3 separate regions of the Sus scrofa genome follow, and all the other regions are linked to region 1. The links are chromatin contacts, called in public Hi-C and HiChIP or PLAC-seq maps. All regions are on one chromosome and are shown on one strand. The core of a region is the stretch at or near the end of the contact, and the rest is flanking DNA. Distances in the headings are between cores, read along the strand shown.

Region 1 (2,717 bases), core at 115-2,614:
GAATTGGGACAGAGGTAACCCTAGCCTTGGAAATATTTTCCCAAAATATTACAGCTCTGAGTAAGCCATCTTCCAGGTGGGATGTGGGGGTGGGAGGGAGGCTGGCAGACGGAGAACTGAGAGAACTCAAAACTTGTCAATCTGGAGTATCTGCCTTCACTACCTCTTTAGGTCTCCTAAAGTCCAGGGCTCTAAGGGGTTGGCCTATCTTCGGAGGCCTCTCCTCAGGTTTCAAAGTTCGCCCGGGGGCGTCCGACCACCTAAAACAAGGGGGTGGAAGCATTTTCTGGGTCAAGTTTGAGACCTAGCTAGAAACAGACCAAGTGCCATCATCTGCTACCGGGAATCTAAGCTTTGGACAACAGAAAAGCGCCAACCCAGGGAAGAAAAAGGGGTCTAGAGCCCGGCTCGGGGCCAAGAGGGGACCACTGACGTAATCCCGTCTGAAGAGAAACAAGAGAAGAGGTTGAAGGCACTTACACGACCCGGTGGGAGAAGTGTCGGACGACACAACGCTGGAGGAGGGAGCTGAAGTAACAAGTAAAGATACAGGAAAATCGTGAGGTGAAATGGGAAATCAGGGAAGGCGTAGTGGGAAAGGAGGAAGGCACAAAAGAACTACGGAGGGAGCCAGGAAAAGAAGTGAAAGAGCCTGAAAGGAGAATATTCAGGAAAAGGCGCAAGCCAGCCGGCAGAATTCGGCCTCCGGAAAAGTCCGACCCGGCCCTTCCCCCTTCCCGGTACCTTCAGCTTATGGAGCTCCACCGTCTCGGTCGCCATCTTGTTACCCCTCCACTCCGCCAGGCCCCCACCCGCTGCCTCCGCCTCCGGGCGCTCCCGCCTCGGCGCCGACAGCCAAGGCCAACCAATCGCTGTGGCTCTTACTCCCGCCTCCTACCATCAATTCTTCCCATTAGTCAAGAGCTGGCGTCGCCCTCACCCCTCCAAGCGGCTTTCTCCACCTCTCTCAAAAGGCGGAACGGGGAGTAGGGCGGGTTCGGCACTTTACGAAAGACGGAAATGGCGATCAATTGTGAGTCCGTATGGCAGACCGGCAGCCAATGGGTGGTAGCGGCGCTGACTCTGCTCCACCAATAGGGAGAGCGCAGATGGCCGGGGCGGCTGCTTCCTGGAGACCGCAGGTGTAGGAGGAAGAAGCAGAGCGCCCCGAGCCGGACGGGCTTCTGAATCTGGCAGGTAAGGGTTCTGAGAAATTAGAAATGGGTCCTAAGGAAAAATGGTGGGAGGCGGAGGAAGAAGGAGGCCGGGGGTGGGGGGTGAGGGGTGGGTGGCGGCGGCGAACTACAGACCGAGAGTGGAGTGCTGAAGACTACGCTGAGAGCCGAAGAAGAAAGCTGGGAGGAGCAAGGGGCGGGTTCAATACCAGAGTTTAGGGAATTATAGGTAGAGGGCGGAGAGAGCTGCTTGCTAACCAGGCGTCATCAACTTTACGGCTAGCACGATTTTAAAGGGCCAAGTTCAGACCATCAGGGCTCCCCCTGGAGTTGGGACCATCTCTCGAAACACTCAGCTCAGGTCTCTTCCAAATTCAGCGCCAAAGCCCTGGGCACATTCTTGCAGCACCCCACACTTGAAAGAAGGAATTGGGATGCCGCCTGCTTACATGCCAAAGACATGAGTGACAGGACGGGGCGAGCCCCAGAGGAAAAGATAGAGATTAGATTAGAAAAAGTAGCTTTACCCTCCCATCCCTCCTTAATGGTGGTTCCTTGGTTGTTTTCCATGATACTCTTTTACAATTTTGGGTGTACTGTAATGTCTTCATTGTTCCTTATTAACTTCTTAAGGAAAGTAATACCCGTCCCCAAGCCTGGGCTTACTCCAAGTTACATTTAAAGGGCTCAGAAGAAAGTTTACCATACTATGTCTCCAAGATGTAAAAAGGACTCTTCTTGCCTTGTAAATTTTTCCTCCCGAGTCTTCAGTTTTTCTTTGTGCATGATGGGGAAGTCCTTTCATCCCCAGTACAATCCAGGGGATTTTGGCTCTTTAGGAGACAACTTGGAGGAACAGACGCAGAGGGGTTGAGAGGAGATTAAGTTGGACTCCTACCTGATCCCCCACTGTGGTAGGATGAATGTGGGGGTGGCACACAGCGAAGTAAACCCCAACACTCGAGTGATGAATAGTCGGGGCATCTGGCTGGCCTACATCATCTTGGTAGGACTGCTGCATGTGGTTCTACTCAGCATCCCCTTCTTCAGCATTCCTGTTGTCTGGACCCTGACCAACGTCATCCATAATTTGGTAAGCACTAAACCATGCCCTTTTACCCACTCTACGCCTTTCCCACTCAAAAACAAAATCACCAGTTATTTGGGATTTCTGTCTTCCTTTGGGGAACTTAGCATACATACTTCTTGGGCTGAAGACTACTTTCTGCCCTCCTCACACTTACCCCTTCCTCCTACCAGGCTATGTATGTTTTCCTACATACGGTGAAAGGGACACCCTTTGAGACTCCCGACCAAGGAAAGGCTCGGCTACTTACACACTGGGAACAGATGGACTACGGGCTCCAATTTACCTCTTCCCGCAAATTCCTCAGCATCTCTCCTATTGTACTGTGAGTCCAGGGGGAGATATGGGAGATGGTTTAAGAGCCTGGTACAAAGGCCCACAGGGAAGCTTTAAAAAAAGCAGACTACACGGAGTTCCTGTCGTGGCATGGTGGAAACGAATCCGACTAGGAACCA
Region 2 (2,717 bases), core at 147-2,646, 79 kb after region 1:
GCCTTACCCCATCTCTGACAGGCAGTCTGGTGCCCTTGTCTAGGCTGGCTAGGCTGGCTAGGCTGGCTGGAGAGGTGTCAGATCTGAAGGGCTACTCACACCCAAAGTCTACCCACCCCCCCATTCTCTGCTCAGATTCTACAGGAGATGATGAAAGAGATTGACTATGATGGAAGTGGCTCTGTCTCCCTAGCTGAGTGGCTCCGGGCTGGGGCCACCACTGTGCCATTGCTCGTGTTGCTGGGTCTGGAGATGGTGAGTAGGAGAGATGGTGAGGATGGGTAAAACAGTAGCCTTGGGTTGTGCTTGCCAGAGGTTGGCCCTCTAAGGGCTTAGACACTCCCCAGCATCTGCTGTGCCCTCCCAGACCTTGAAGGACAATGGGCAGCACATGTGGAGACCCAAGAGGTTCCCCCGACCAGTCTACTGCAACCTGTGCGAGTCGAGCATTGGTCTTGGCAAACAGGGGCTGAGCTGTAACCGTGAGTGATGGGGCCTGGGAGCGTGGGAGCAGAAGGGCAGCCGGGCTATCTGGGGGAACACGGCACTCAGAACTTAGAGACACCTGGGTTTGGATCCTGGTCTCTGCCACTGACTAGTTATGTGACCTTGAGGAAAGCCACATACCTTCTTTAAGTCATAGTTTGTTCAGCTGAAAATGAAGTAACTGTGAGCATTAAATAAGTTGATGCAAGAAAGGTGCTTCATGCAGTGCATGTATATACTCTTAAGTCTGCAATAAAAGTTAGCTATTATTATTTTTGTCGTCATCGTTCTTGTTATATCTGAACCTTCTTTACATCGTCCAGCTCAGTTCCTGTCATATGAATGGAGTAGGGTTGGGTGTTTGGTAGAGATTGCTCTTTTAGGGGGAAGAGTGAGCAAAAGGCACAAGTCTCCGAGGTGAGCTCCCACCCTAAATTTTAACTCTTTACCACACCCTCACAGCCAGGGGTTGGAGGTCTTGTTTCAGTAAGTGATTCTGCTTAGCCGCAGTTAAGGAGGAAATAGGAGGAGGGGCTGCACCTAAGACTCTGACCTTCTTCCCTCTTGCCCAGTATGTAAATACACTGTTCATGACCAGTGTGCCATGAAGGCCCTGCCCTGTGAAGTCAGCACCTATGCCAAGTCTCGGAAGGACATTGGTGTGAGTGACCCCATGCCCATTCCATCACCACCCACATCCTGGCCCTGGCCCTTAGCCCACTGCTGCCCTCAGCCTTTCCCTAAGTCTCTGTTCAGACCCTCTCAGACAAGGGACTGCCATTCTCCCTAAGGTCCAAACACATGTGTGGGTCCGAGGAGGCTGTGAATCTGGGCGCTGCGACCGCTGTCAGAAAAAGATCCGGATCTACCACAGTCTGGTTGGGCTGCATTGTGTGTGGTGCCACCTAGAGGTCAGCTCTGGAGCTATCCCTCCAGCCTTGCTTTGGGGACCTCCCTAAACTGCCTGCTTTCCCGGCCTCCTCCAGCACATCTCCCTTGCACCACAGTTGCCCTGCTCCTGACGCCACTCTTTGAGTACCAGACCCCAAGTTAAGAGGTGATGGGGTTCCCTCCATGATCCCTCCGTGCCTGCCTTGTCTTTCAGATCCATGATGACTGCCTACCAGCCATGGGCCATGAGTGTGACTGCGGGCTGCTCCGTGATCACATCCTGCCTCCATCTTCCATCTATCCCAGTGTCCTGGTGAGACCCTTGGGCAGCAGCTGGGGACAGGAGTGTTTCCTCAATTTACACATGGACCCACAATGTCATTTAGAGCCGAAAGCCTATATTTTTAGGATTCAAGTCAGACTCTGAACTGTTTATAGAGTCACACAATGCAGTTTCCCTTCTCTCTGCTCTCCTCCCTTCTCAGGCCTCTGGACAGGAACGTAAAGTTAGCAAAACAAGCCAGAAGACCACAGATGATTTAAATTTGAGCACCTCTGAGGCTCTGCGGGTACAGGGCTAAGAGGCTCGGGCTTTGTGGTGGGGACCTCATGGGGGGGAATAAAGTGGGAAACTTGGGGAATGGGGCCTGCTCTCCAGAAGCCCCTCCCTGGTAGAGGAAGGGAGAACCTCGTGGGGGGAATGCCAGCCCTCTGCCCCTGTCTTCAGGGCCCCTCTCACTCTGGCAAAATCTTGCTTTCCTTATTTTCTTCCCTCAATGCAGATTGACCCCGTTTCTAACACGCACCCACTTCTGGTCTTTGTCAACCCCAAGAGTGGCGGGAAGCAAGGGGAGAGGTACGAAGCCATGTCCAGGGTCTTCAGAGTTTGGGAATCTATGTGTAATGGAGGGGACATGCCCTGAGGAGGACATCAAGAGAGTGGGGTACAGAATATCCATTCCCTGCCATGAGCTCTCCTTTGTCCCCACGTAGGGTGCTTTGGAAATTCCAGTATCTACTAAACCCTCGACAAGTGTTCAACCTCCTCAAGGACGGTCCTGAGCCAGGGTAAGTAGAGGTTAGGGACTCTATCTCAGTGTTTTTGTGCCCCTGCCTATCTGCGTAAGGTGGAAGAGAGTAGGAGAGAGTGCATGTTTGGAGGGGAGGGCTATGGCAGCCCAAGAAATGACTTTAGAGGGCTGCTTTTACTGCTTATCCCCATCTCTGAATACTCTGGCTCATCTTTGTTCTGCTCTCAAAGGATGTAAATACGAGTTTCTCCCTCCCCACTGAGTGGCTATAGTTTTCCCCATTGTATTTTTTTCTCTACCCTTAATAGA
Region 3 (2,717 bases), core at 148-2,647, 71 kb before region 1:
TGAAGGCAGCCCTCTGTCTCATCCTCACCCCTACAACTACAAGCCCCTTCTCAGTCTTCTAAGACCCTGCGAATCCAAAGTACAGCTATGAATCCAGAGGTCCAGATTCCTCTGCAAGCACAATGGTCTCCAGCAGCCCTACTTCCTCCGGCTGTTTCCCCAGTGCTCCCAGATTCGTGCCTTTTCCAGCCTTCTGACTCCCTTATTCCCTTTCAAGCCTCAATTTCAAGTTCACACTCTTCCCAGTGCTGAGTCTTGCTCTTGGGCTCCCCACCACCTCTCCACCTTCTCAGACTGACCCCTGGCCTCTTCTCCTTGTCTCTCTTGCTAGCCCACGTGTCCAATCCATCCATCTCATGCTTCCCGATGCCCCTGCTGAGCCTGATGCTGCCCCTCCATCTTCCAGACCCCTTCATCTTCCTTGGGCTGCTTCTGGTAGCTGGGGCTCCTTTGGGCTCAAATTCTCCACCTCCTCCCCCTCTTGGGTTCTCACTGTTCCCACCAAGGCTGACTCTCATCACTGAGCTGCCTCTCCTTCCTTCAGGAGTCTCCATCTGCCTATGTCGGCCTGAACCTGATCCTGGGTCTGCCCCTGGGGCTCCCTTGGTACCTCCCAGGCTCTGTTGGAACATTTCTCTCCTCTCTCATCCCCCGGGTTCTGGGCTCAGTTCTTCAGCCCCTCTTCCCAACTCCATGTACCCCTGACCTCCTGTGGTCTGGATCTGCAGACCTCTAGCTCTCCAGCTGTCTAGCTATCACTCTCTCCTCCCTCTGCTCTCCGACTCCCCTCTCTCCTTCACTAGTGATGCCATCACTTTCCTCCTCTATCTCTGTCTCTCTGCTTAAGTCTCTTCTGTCTGTGTCTCCCCCCCAACTCTTATCCTCCCCTTTGTTTCTCTCTCTCTCCTCTTCCTCCCCCTCTTTCTATTTCTGCGCCTCTCCTCTGTGTCTTCCCCCTTTATCTCTGTCTCCGATTCTGACTTTCTCCATCTCTCCCTTCCTCTTCCCCACCCCTATATCTCTGTCTCTCCATCTCTCTGGGCCCTTGCTCCCTCCCTCTCTCTCTTTTCCTCGGCTCTCTCCGGCTCCCTCTCTCGCCTCGGATGACAGCGCTGCCTCTTTTGTTGGCTCCGCAGCCAATCGCGGCCGCTGACGACACGGGGGCCGGGGCTATAAAGGGCCTGGCCCGGGCTCGGGCCCCCCCAGCCGCCCGCCCCGGCCGCCCGCCCGCCCCGCCCGCGCGCCCGCCGCCCCCGGCCCCCCGGCCCCCCTCGGCCGGGCAGCCCCCAATCCCGCGCCGCCCGGACCCCCTCCTCCTCCCTCCCTCCTCCCTCCGCCCCCTCCCCTCGGGACTCCGGCGTCCCCGCCCCCCAGTCCTCCCTCCCCTCCCCTCCAGCATGGTGCTCGCGGCCCCGCTGCTGCTGGGCTTCCTGCTCCTCGCCCTGGAGCTGCGGCCCCGGGGGGAGGCGGCCGAGGGCCCCGCGGCGGCGGCGGCGGCGGCGGCGGCGGCGGGGGCCGGGGGGGAGCGCTCGAGCCGGCCGGCCGCGTCCGTGGCGCCCGAGCCCGACGGCTGCCCCGTGTGCTTGTGGCGGCAGCATAGCCGTGAGCTGCGCCTGGAGAGCATCAAGTCGCAGATCTTGAGCAAACTGCGGCTCAAGGAGGCGCCCAACATCAGCCGCGAGGTGGTGAAGCAGCTGCTTCCCAAGGCGCCTCCGCTGCAGCAGATCCTGGACCTGCACGACTTCCAGGGCGACGCGCTGCAGCCCGAGGACTTCCTGGAGGAGGACGAGTACCACGCCACCACCGAGACTGTCATTAGCATGGCCCAGGAGAGTAAGTGGACCGCGGGGCAAGAGCGGTGGGGTGCTGGCTCCCGCTCCCGCTCCGGGAAAGTGAGCGCCTGCCGCTCGAAGCGGGGCGTTCCGGGTTACTCCGGCCGGAAAGCCTTTTCTGAGAAAACTTGACGGATTGGGGGCCGGGGGGCTGTTCCACAAGTTTTTCGAGCTGTAGAGATGGGCTGCGGAGTTCTGTGCACTTTTGGTCCCCGGAGGTGAGGGGGCAAAAGGAAAGCGTTGCGAGATAGCACCTCCGAGCCGGGATGTGCGAAAAAGATCCCGGCTTGGGGGGATACTGGGAAAGCCGGGGTCCGCCTGTAGGGGAAGGGGCAGAAACTCGATGCCGAAAGGCCGTGGTAGAGAGGCTGAAAAATAGAATCGGAGGCTTCGGGACCCAGGCAGTCCCAGCCAGGCTGCGGTGCTCTCCGCCTCCCAGTGGCACCAACTCTCCACCTCTACCACCTTGGGCTTTGCAACGCGCCCCCCGGGCTGCGAAGAACCGAGAGCTCCTCTCCTAATCCTAGGAAAGAGATACCAGAGCCCTGTATCTCTCCCGGCAGCCCTGGCACCCATTCCACCTGGGACCCTTCGGTCTCTCAAGGGGCGGGTGAAAGCTGTGCCTTCTCGGTACTGACCGAGCTCAGAGAACTCAACTTCATTGCACTGGGGCTAAGGGCACCCGTTGGGCAGCTCAGACCTCTATGTTGGTTGTATTCCATATTCACTTGCCCCAACCCTCAATGAGACTTGAGGAGAGGGAGAAAGACCTAGCAAGAAAAAGAAAGAAATAGATGGGAGGGAGGGGGGAACCCAGGAGTCCTAGCCCCTGGCCAAACGGAAGATGAACATGTTAATAGACTTGAGCTGCTTTGAAATTTTATG

What was found. A called contact is a pair of places that touch in the nucleus more often than the background predicts. HiChIP or PLAC-seq counts read pairs in DNA pulled down with a chosen protein or histone mark.
Region 2: an H3K27ac HiChIP or PLAC-seq map of alveolar macrophages shows a contact between it and region 1. The contact joins the enhancer-like site here to the promoter of SARNP in region 1. A contact is called at or near these places in 10 of 47 Hi-C or Micro-C datasets (adipose tissue, alveolar macrophages, brain and 7 more) and 2 of 2 datasets of contacts at active chromatin or transcription factors (alveolar macrophages and skeletal muscle).
Region 3: a contact with region 1 is called in a Hi-C map of skeletal muscle, with 3 times the contacts expected there. The contact joins the promoter of GDF11 here to the promoter of SARNP in region 1. A contact is called at or near these places in 1 of 5 promoter capture datasets (liver), 11 of 47 Hi-C or Micro-C datasets (blood, embryonic fibroblasts, fetal liver and 6 more) and 2 of 2 datasets of contacts at active chromatin or transcription factors (alveolar macrophages and skeletal muscle).

The regions. Positions count from the first base shown.
Region 1 is chr5:21,261,073-21,263,789 of Sscrofa11.1, forward strand. SARNP (SAP domain-containing ribonucleoprotein) reads right to left here and starts at 1,365. Exons shown (of 11, transcript XM_003126256.4): 1 at 745-1,365. The coding sequence starts at 780. It overlaps ORMDL2 (ORM1-like protein 2), which reads left to right and starts at 1,062. Exons shown (of 4, transcript XM_003126257.5): 1 at 1,062-1,197; 2 at 2,015-2,268; 3 at 2,436-2,587. The coding sequence starts at 2,095. LOC106510299 (a long non-coding RNA gene) reads right to left here and starts at 738. Exons shown (of 3, transcript XR_001308700.2): 1 at 164-738.
Region 2 is chr5:21,339,790-21,342,506 of Sscrofa11.1, forward strand. DGKA (diacylglycerol kinase alpha) reads left to right here. Exons shown (of 24, transcript NM_214032.2): 8 at 136-255; 9 at 368-482; 10 at 1,059-1,147; 11 at 1,278-1,397; 12 at 1,592-1,690; 13 at 1,863-1,946; 14 at 2,160-2,233; 15 at 2,371-2,445. Among named protein-coding and RNA genes, the nearest start is that of DGKA, 9.5 kb to the left of the region's middle. Within about 2 kb of position 1,397, at least 14 of the 83 cell types and tissues checked have an H3K27ac peak or open chromatin away from gene starts, as enhancers often do. A contact at or near this core is called in adipose tissue and alveolar macrophages, where this site is marked.
Region 3 is chr5:21,189,991-21,192,707 of Sscrofa11.1, forward strand. It overlaps GDF11 (growth differentiation factor 11), which reads left to right and starts at 1,398. Exons shown (of 3, transcript NM_001244310.1): 1 at 1,398-1,833. The coding sequence starts at 1,398.